Linked DNA regions of Sus scrofa: region 2 is linked to region 1. The links are chromatin contacts, called in public Hi-C maps. All regions are on one chromosome and are shown on one strand. The core of a region is the stretch at or near the end of the contact, and the rest is flanking DNA. Distances in the headings are between cores, read along the strand shown. Region 1 has its middle 160 kb from the start of PRDM1. Region 2 holds the start of LOC106507207.

Region 1 (3,893 bases), core at 1,217-3,716:
CTTCTATATTCCTGGTAGGATGCCAAGTGCTGTGGATGTAATGATGAACAAGATAGACAAAGTTTTGGCATCCTCACTGTGGCACAGTGGGTTAAGGATCTGGCAGTGTCTTTGCAGTGGCTCCGGTCACTGTGGAGGCAGAGGTTTGATCCCCAGCCCCTTAATGCAGTGGGTTAAGGATCCAGCATTGCTGCAGCTGTGGTGTAGGTCGCAGCTGTGTCGTAGGTCATAGTTGTGGCTTGGATTCCATCCCTGGCTTGGCAGCTTCCATATCATATGCTATGGGTGAGGCCAAAAAAGAAAAAAAAAATATATATATATATATGGACAGGTCTTAACTCTTTTTTTCATGATTCACAGAGCCACCAGGCCATAAACAATATGAAAATTAGGTATTTCCAATTTTTCTCATTGACTCTCATTGATCCTCTGGTTCCTGCCCACTCCCTTTATCTGTTTTTTTTTCCCACAAAAGGCCTTTCTCAAGTAGCCTAAGCATTAATGGTGGTTTTATGTCTTTCATGGTGAAGGTCAGGGAGAGTGGAGTTGTCACTTGAGCTGGACATCTGGTCTGGTTCATGAACATGAGGCTTCATCTGATTTTTTTCATGTCATCACTTTTACTATTCTGACAGTTTGTTGCTTTTTTAACCTAGTGCCCCATTGTCTTAGTCTGTGTCAATAGTTAAAATATTTTTTCATCTTACTCCAAGTAAATTAAGTGGGATTTAGAGGTAGAATATCAATGACAGGGTCTGGCACACAGTAGTGTTTAATGTGGGTGTTTAATAAAGATTTGGAAAAAGTAGAAGGGAGGAAGAGATGATTTACTGTTAATCAATTTTATAATTGACTAAGATATAAGTACTTGCTCCTCTTTAAAAAAAAAAATTACCAGAAGAACTGAAACTGGAAGAGTGAAAAAAATAAGCAAGAAACAAAGAGATCACCAGATTTGATGTGAAGTTCTTCATATTTGTAACCTCTACATGCTTCTTTTATAATATTCCCAACATATATGTTAGTTCTTTCTCTCTCTCCCTCCCTCTCCCTCTCCTCTTCCCCTCCCCTCTGCCTCCTTCTTTCCCCCTCTTCCTCCTCTTGCACTGAGTGTTCTGTGGGGCCACTTGGCTTTTAAAGATCACAGCAATGTCAGATGATTGTTAAAAGACCAGACCCTGGCATCAGATAGGCTTGGGTCCCAGTTTTGGCCCCACCACTTGCTGACAAGTTACCTTGGGTAAACATTTTCAAGCCTCTGTTTCTTGATCTATAAAATGGGAAGAATAACAATCCTTGTCTTATAGGATTTCAGGGGTGATAGTCCATGTAAAGTGCTAACCACTCTGCCTGATACTGATAACATCTATTATGTCTGGTCTTCATCCTTCATTTCTCTGCCATATGACTATGCTATAAAACTCTACATACTGTGGGTGATTTTTCTCCCGAAATTAAATATACAGGTGTTCCCGTCATGGCTCAGCAGTGACAAACCAGACTAGTATCCATGAGGATGCAGGTTCGATCCTTGGCCTCAATCAGTAGGTTAAGGATCTGGCGTTGCCGTGAGCTGTGGTATAGGTCGCAGACCCAACCCACTTGCATTGCTGTGGCCGTGGTGTAGGCCAGCAGCTATAGCTCTGATTAGACCCCTAGCCTGGGACCTTCCATATGCCACAGGTGTGGCCCTAAAAAGAAAAATATATATACAGTATTCTTTTCATCCTTGAATAATTTAAACACAGCTGAGGATGTTTTCTCCAGGCTTTGTAAGAGCATTCTTTCTGAGATGAGATCAAATTTGGAAAATGTTGATTCAGATGCAGAAATTTTCAGTAAGTCACAAGCAAATGACTGTACGGGATTATACTGTGAATCTATGTTCTTCCATTAGCTCAGTGTCTGCTTTCATATTCCTCAATAAATATAATAAGTGAATACTCTTGGATGAGTTCAGAGCTAATTTCTCTGGAATTAAATTTGTACAGTTTTCTGAAGGCATTTTTATCTCAACGAATAGATTCTTTTAGTAGATACAACATTCCCAAATCAGTGTCTTGGCTCTGTTTTCAGCAACCCCAGGTCACATTCTTACTATTCTTACTTCATCTTGGAGAATCAGAAAAGACTTCTTTTATATTGGCAGTTCGAAGGCAGTACTTCTGCAAAGTCGAACATTCCTGCCAGGAACTGTGCAGCGGTCATTTCCAATCTTGTTTTGCTTAGAAAACAGACCAATGGGAAAAGATCCAATACCACAATTGTTACTTTCTCAACAGAAATTCTTCAGTTGATCAGAAGACCAAACTGCAATTGTATCTCCTTAGACATGTCCCTGTATTGATGGGGAAGGAGAAGAGAATCTTAACAGGGGAAGAAAATGATGTTGAGCTCAGTGCTGAGCTCAGTGCTGATCTCAGCTGAGTTGAAATTCTAACATTCCTAGCTTCGTTTTATGGTTGAGAGTTACGTTTAAATGAAAGAGCAGAACGCCACGCTCTTGTACCAGTGGGATCCGTAGAGAGTCAAACAGTACATCTATATTGGGAAATTCTATTCTAGCTTTTATTGTGCTGATGGAGAAAACATCTTTCCAGATGGATTTCTCTTTATACAGCCTTTAAAAATTTTACTTGCACCCAGTTTGTCCCATTGGCAGTACTTCCAGTTCTTTTTTTTTTAGACTTTAAGGTCACAATAGTGTTTATAGAACAGGAAGAGAAGTGGCTCTGTTAAGTGAGAGAAAAAGAAGCTACAAAACTCCTCATCACTATGGGTATCTTTTAAAAACATAGTAAATAGTACCGATGGCTTGTCAATAGGATTTTCAGCATTTTATTATGCAATGTGAAGGAGTTGTATAGTGAATGCCCATTTAGCCACCTTCTATATTTACACTGTATTTTGCTGTATTTACTTTATCATATATCTCTCCACCTCTACCCATTCCTCTGTCCATTGGTCATTCTATCTTATTTATTTATTTATTTATTTTTGGTGGGGGGTGGAATGTATTTCAAAGTGAGCTGTGGGCATCTGAAGTGATAGACTCATTTAGAATCACGGATAATACCAGCTTGCGTTTTGGCCAATGGTATATTGCATCAGATAGAACTAGTTTTGGCTAAGGTTAATAAAACATCGACAAGAGTAGCTTAATGTGTTTTGAAAGAATTTGTTCTCTCTGGTAGAACAGGGCTGAATGCAGGAGTTCAATGTCGGTAAGGGGGTTCTAACATCATCAGAGGCTCAAGCTCTTTCTGTCTTTCTAGTTCACCAGCCTAGCCCATGGCATTCATCTGCAAGAACTCTCATGGCCTGAGATACTGCTAGGGCTCCAGCTGTCTCACTTTATTTGGTTTACTTTTATATATTTATTAAAATTAAAAAAAAATAGAAATATAGTTGATTTACAATGCAGTGTTACTTTCAGGTACACAGCAAAGTGACTCCGTTTTATATGTAAACCTATATGTTCTTTTTACATTCTCTTCCATTATAGATTATTATGAGATATTGAATATAGTTCCCTATGCTATACAGTAGGTCCTTGTTGCTTATCTGTTTTATACATAGTAGTTTATATCTGCTAACCCCAAATTCGTAATTTATCCCTCCCCCCTTTCCCCTTTGGGAAATTTATTATTGATATCTGTGAGTCTGTTTCTGTTTTGTAAATAAATTCATTTGTATCATCTTTTAAGATTCCACATGAAAGTGATATCATATGATATTTGTCATCTGTATCAGCCATTTCACTTTTAACTGTAGGAAGGAGGAAAGGAATAAAGGCTTCTTTTAATGACCAATCACAGAAGAACCAATCATTTTACGATCAACTTGTCTAGCTCTAGGGGAAAAAATGAAGGGAATTTATGGGGATCATATTG
Region 2 (3,531 bases), core at 900-3,399, 69 kb before region 1:
TCACTTGGCATTTAGTGGGAAGCCAACTTCATGGAGTCACCTCCACAAGCCATAGTGTCTAGACGTTGTGTCTCTAATTATATGTTCCCTTTGGATTGTACCCCTCACTCCATTTGAGTTGCTCCTGTCATTCCTTTGGATTGTCTCTGGTATGTGTTTGCCTTGTGCCTTACAAGACTGTGATCATAAGGAAGGATTTTGGTTTATTCATCTTTGTATCTCCAGTGCTCATAGCAGACATGCACCAATGAATGGATGATAAGTTTTTTTTCTTATTAAACCATTTTTTATCGAAGCATATAGTTGATTTACAATGTTGTGTTAGTTTCAAGTGTACAGAATAGTGATTCAGTTATATATATGAACCATTCTTTTGCAGATTCTTTTCCATTATAGGTTGTATTGAATATAGTTATATTGAATGTAGTTCCCTGTGCTATACAGTGGGTCCTTGTTATTTCTACAATGTTTGTTTAAAGAGTGCCTGCATATGTCAGGTGTTTTCTGAATTCGTGTTTTATGAAGTTTTGAAACAGCCCTCTAAGGTGGGCTCTATTATATCTCTTCTACAGAAGAAATGAGGTTCAGACAGGTTAAGAAACTTCTCCAGAGTCACACAGCTGGTATATATCTGCGCTGGATTTTCAACTCAGGTGTCTGACCACTTGCTACACAGAACTCTTTTTTTACTCATGAGGCTTCCTTACTAGATTGAATGAAAGACTTGGAGGGCATGTGTCTCTGGCTCTGTTTCTTGCCCTTGGCTTCCTTAGGCTTAAACATTTTTAAAAAAATCTATTATATTGTCTATTTATTAATTCATCAAATATTTAATGTGTTGGAATACAGTACTGAACAAAACAGATATACTCCCTTTCCTGGTGTTCAGCCAGTGCTCTGATGGAAGGGCAAAATGCTGCTGAGGGAACTCTAGCAGCAGCTCCTGACTCAGCCACCCCACCTGGTGAAAGCTGTAGGATGAGAGCATATTTACTGGAGGAAGATAATTCCAAGTGGAATGTACCATTGACCATAGAGGCAGAGAAATTCAGAAACTGGAGGTGTATGTCTAGCTGTGAGTGAAAGAAACCCCTACAGACTTGTATAAGGTACCAGGCATTATACAAAAATGTAAATAACCTTGCTTTATTCATTTTTTTTTCAACTTTGGCTGATGTCAATGCCCTTTCCCCAAATTTGATTGCAATCTTTATGTATAAAATCTAAAGCATACACTTTTTAACCTTTGTTTTATAATTTTCTTTGATCACTTATTTGACCCATTCATGGGTGAAGAGGCAATGCGTGTTTTAGTAGTTAATAAATTCCAAGACGATGAAATCCGAAGGCTTATTCAAATCATTTTGTTCCACTGGAATTTGGTGGTATATTGCATCATTGGCTGGAGTTTGGTAACTTGTTACAGAATGCAAATTTTTAAAATGGAGGTCGGTGGGGCTGCAATTCAATATTTGCTCACTTTTAATTACTGTTCAGTGGAAGAAATAATCCAGAAACCATGAAAGGTGGTGTGACTGAGACAGGAAGAAGCCAGGCTGGAAAACCAGAGACCCACATTCAGAAAGTAGCATTTTAGTGCTTTCCAACTGGTGGAAAATTAATAGGTTGTGCTCAACAGATTTCCCCTGTTTTTTCAAGTGGGGGATATTGTATTTGCCATAATAACTCTAATATATGACTTGATTTTCAAAGTTAAAAATTTGAGGATGAAAATAGTTACTCAGACAACTTGAAACTGTGGTGGTGGCAACAGAGCAGTTGTTTTTAATGAGAAAATGATGGGGAAGATCAAAGAAGCGTGGGGATCAGGATGTGGGAGTGAGTTCTCTTTATTGTAAACTGCTTTGGAGGGAGGTGAGAGATGGAGATTAGAGATGATGAAGACCTTTCCTTTTGACTTCTCTGATCTAGCCATGGATGATGAGAGTCCCTCTGGAAAAGCGTCAAAGGAAAGACATGGTTAAATGGGTAATAAAAGAAAAAGCAACGGCCCATAAATACTAAGTGTTTTAAGTTTAAATTTTTCCCTCCAAAAAAAGAAAGAAAGGAAGAAAGAAAAGAAAAGAAAAAAACAAAGCTTAGCTATTGCAGTTATCATCTACAGCTTGTAAAACACAAGTTTCCCTAATGGAGCAGGTCCAGCAAGTCTTGGTTATAGAAAGAGGTAGGAATATTGTGAAAATCCAAAGACTTCTGGCAAATATATGCTTTGAGGCTTGAAAAAGTGCCCCAGAGGAGGAGAAAATATGCTGGAAAAAAATAGCCATAAAATACTTTTTATGTTAAGAACAAAAAGACAGGAAATGTCCCCCCCCCAAATATTGTTGCATTTTCTCCATCTGGTGAAATAAAATAAGACAGATATGTTATCCTCCACCGTTACACAAAAACACCACCAGCAGGCCAGTTAGTGGTGGAGAGCTGCTGTCGTTGGAGCAGTATATAAGGCATTCCTCACCCCCCCTCCCCACCCCCCCAGCACATGTGCTGCTTCTCAGGCCATCAAACGTCTTTTGGCTTATAACCTAGAAATTTCTTGCTTAACAGAATAACAACATTACAGAACTGTCATCATTACGTTTAAGGAAACCTTCCCTGTTTGCTAACTTCCTTCCAAAACATTGTTGCCCTAATTACATTTTTTGTTGGTGGTTTGGAAAGGGCAGGACAACCCAAGGGAATGATTCTATTTTAATTGCATCTTTCCTTTCCCAGGAGATCTGTATCCTTTCAAATCCACCAAAACTCACTTGATCATTTGATTAGCTGTTGTCCACTTGTTACTGAGGAAAAAACAAAAAACAAAAAACCGAAAAACCAAACCAAAACAACCACCCAAACAAGCTCTGTGGATGTTTTGTTTGTGTTTTCCTTTCCAGAGATCATAAAGCCTATTAATGCTCTCGGTCACGCGCTGGTTCTTTTTAACATTAATTTTATTTATTAATTTTTAATTGAAATATAACTGATTTACAATATCATGTTAGTTTCAGGTGTATAGCATAGGAGAGGTGTGTTTTCTGTATGTGTGTATTAAACTTGTATCCCAGAGTGTTGTATGTTTTGAGCTAGGGTCCATAGCTTGGGTCGAATTTTGAAGAGATTGGTGACACCCACCCCCCCAACCCCACCCTGGCCAAAATTGAACTACTGTGACTAACATCCAGATTAATTCCTCCATTGTCGCCAGATTGGGACCTTGCTAGGCCCGGTTTGCTAGAAGGTATTGAAAGGATGCCTTGTATATTCGGTTTAATGAATTTCTACAATAACGTGTGCGATCCTCCATACCAGCCCTGAGGATTTCACCGCGGGCCCGGAAACGGTCCTGAGGCTTGCGTTCTCCTCCCGGCAGGGCATTCCTGCCCGGGGCAGACCTCGCGCCGCCGCGTCCTGGGCGCCCGGGCTGCTTCTGCCAGAACCGTCTGGGCTGCAGATCCAAGAGGGCCCTTCACGATCTTGGCTTCCTCTTTCCTTCAGAAATCTGAGGGAAGGCAGTGGGGGTGGGGG

The links. Hi-C and Micro-C count contacts between places; a contact is called where the count stands out from the background.
Region 2: a Hi-C map of skeletal muscle shows a contact between it and region 1, with 4 times the contacts expected there. The contact joins the promoter of LOC106507207 here to the enhancer-like site in region 1. A contact is called at or near these places in 3 of 47 Hi-C or Micro-C datasets (heart right ventricle, liver and skeletal muscle) and 2 of 2 datasets of contacts at active chromatin or transcription factors (alveolar macrophages and skeletal muscle).

Annotation. Positions count from the first base shown.
Region 1 is chr1:72,144,449-72,148,341 of Sscrofa11.1, reverse strand. No RefSeq gene overlaps it. Among named protein-coding and RNA genes, the nearest start is that of PRDM1, 160 kb to the left of the region's middle. Within about 2 kb of position 2,466, at least 2 of the 83 cell types and tissues checked have an H3K27ac peak or open chromatin away from gene starts, as enhancers often do. A contact at or near this core is called in skeletal muscle, where this site is marked.
Region 2 is chr1:72,213,576-72,217,106 of Sscrofa11.1, reverse strand. LOC106507207 reads left to right here and starts at 2,149. Exons shown (of 4, transcript XM_021084596.1): 1 at 2,149-2,185; 2 at 3,323-3,531. The coding sequence starts at 2,149.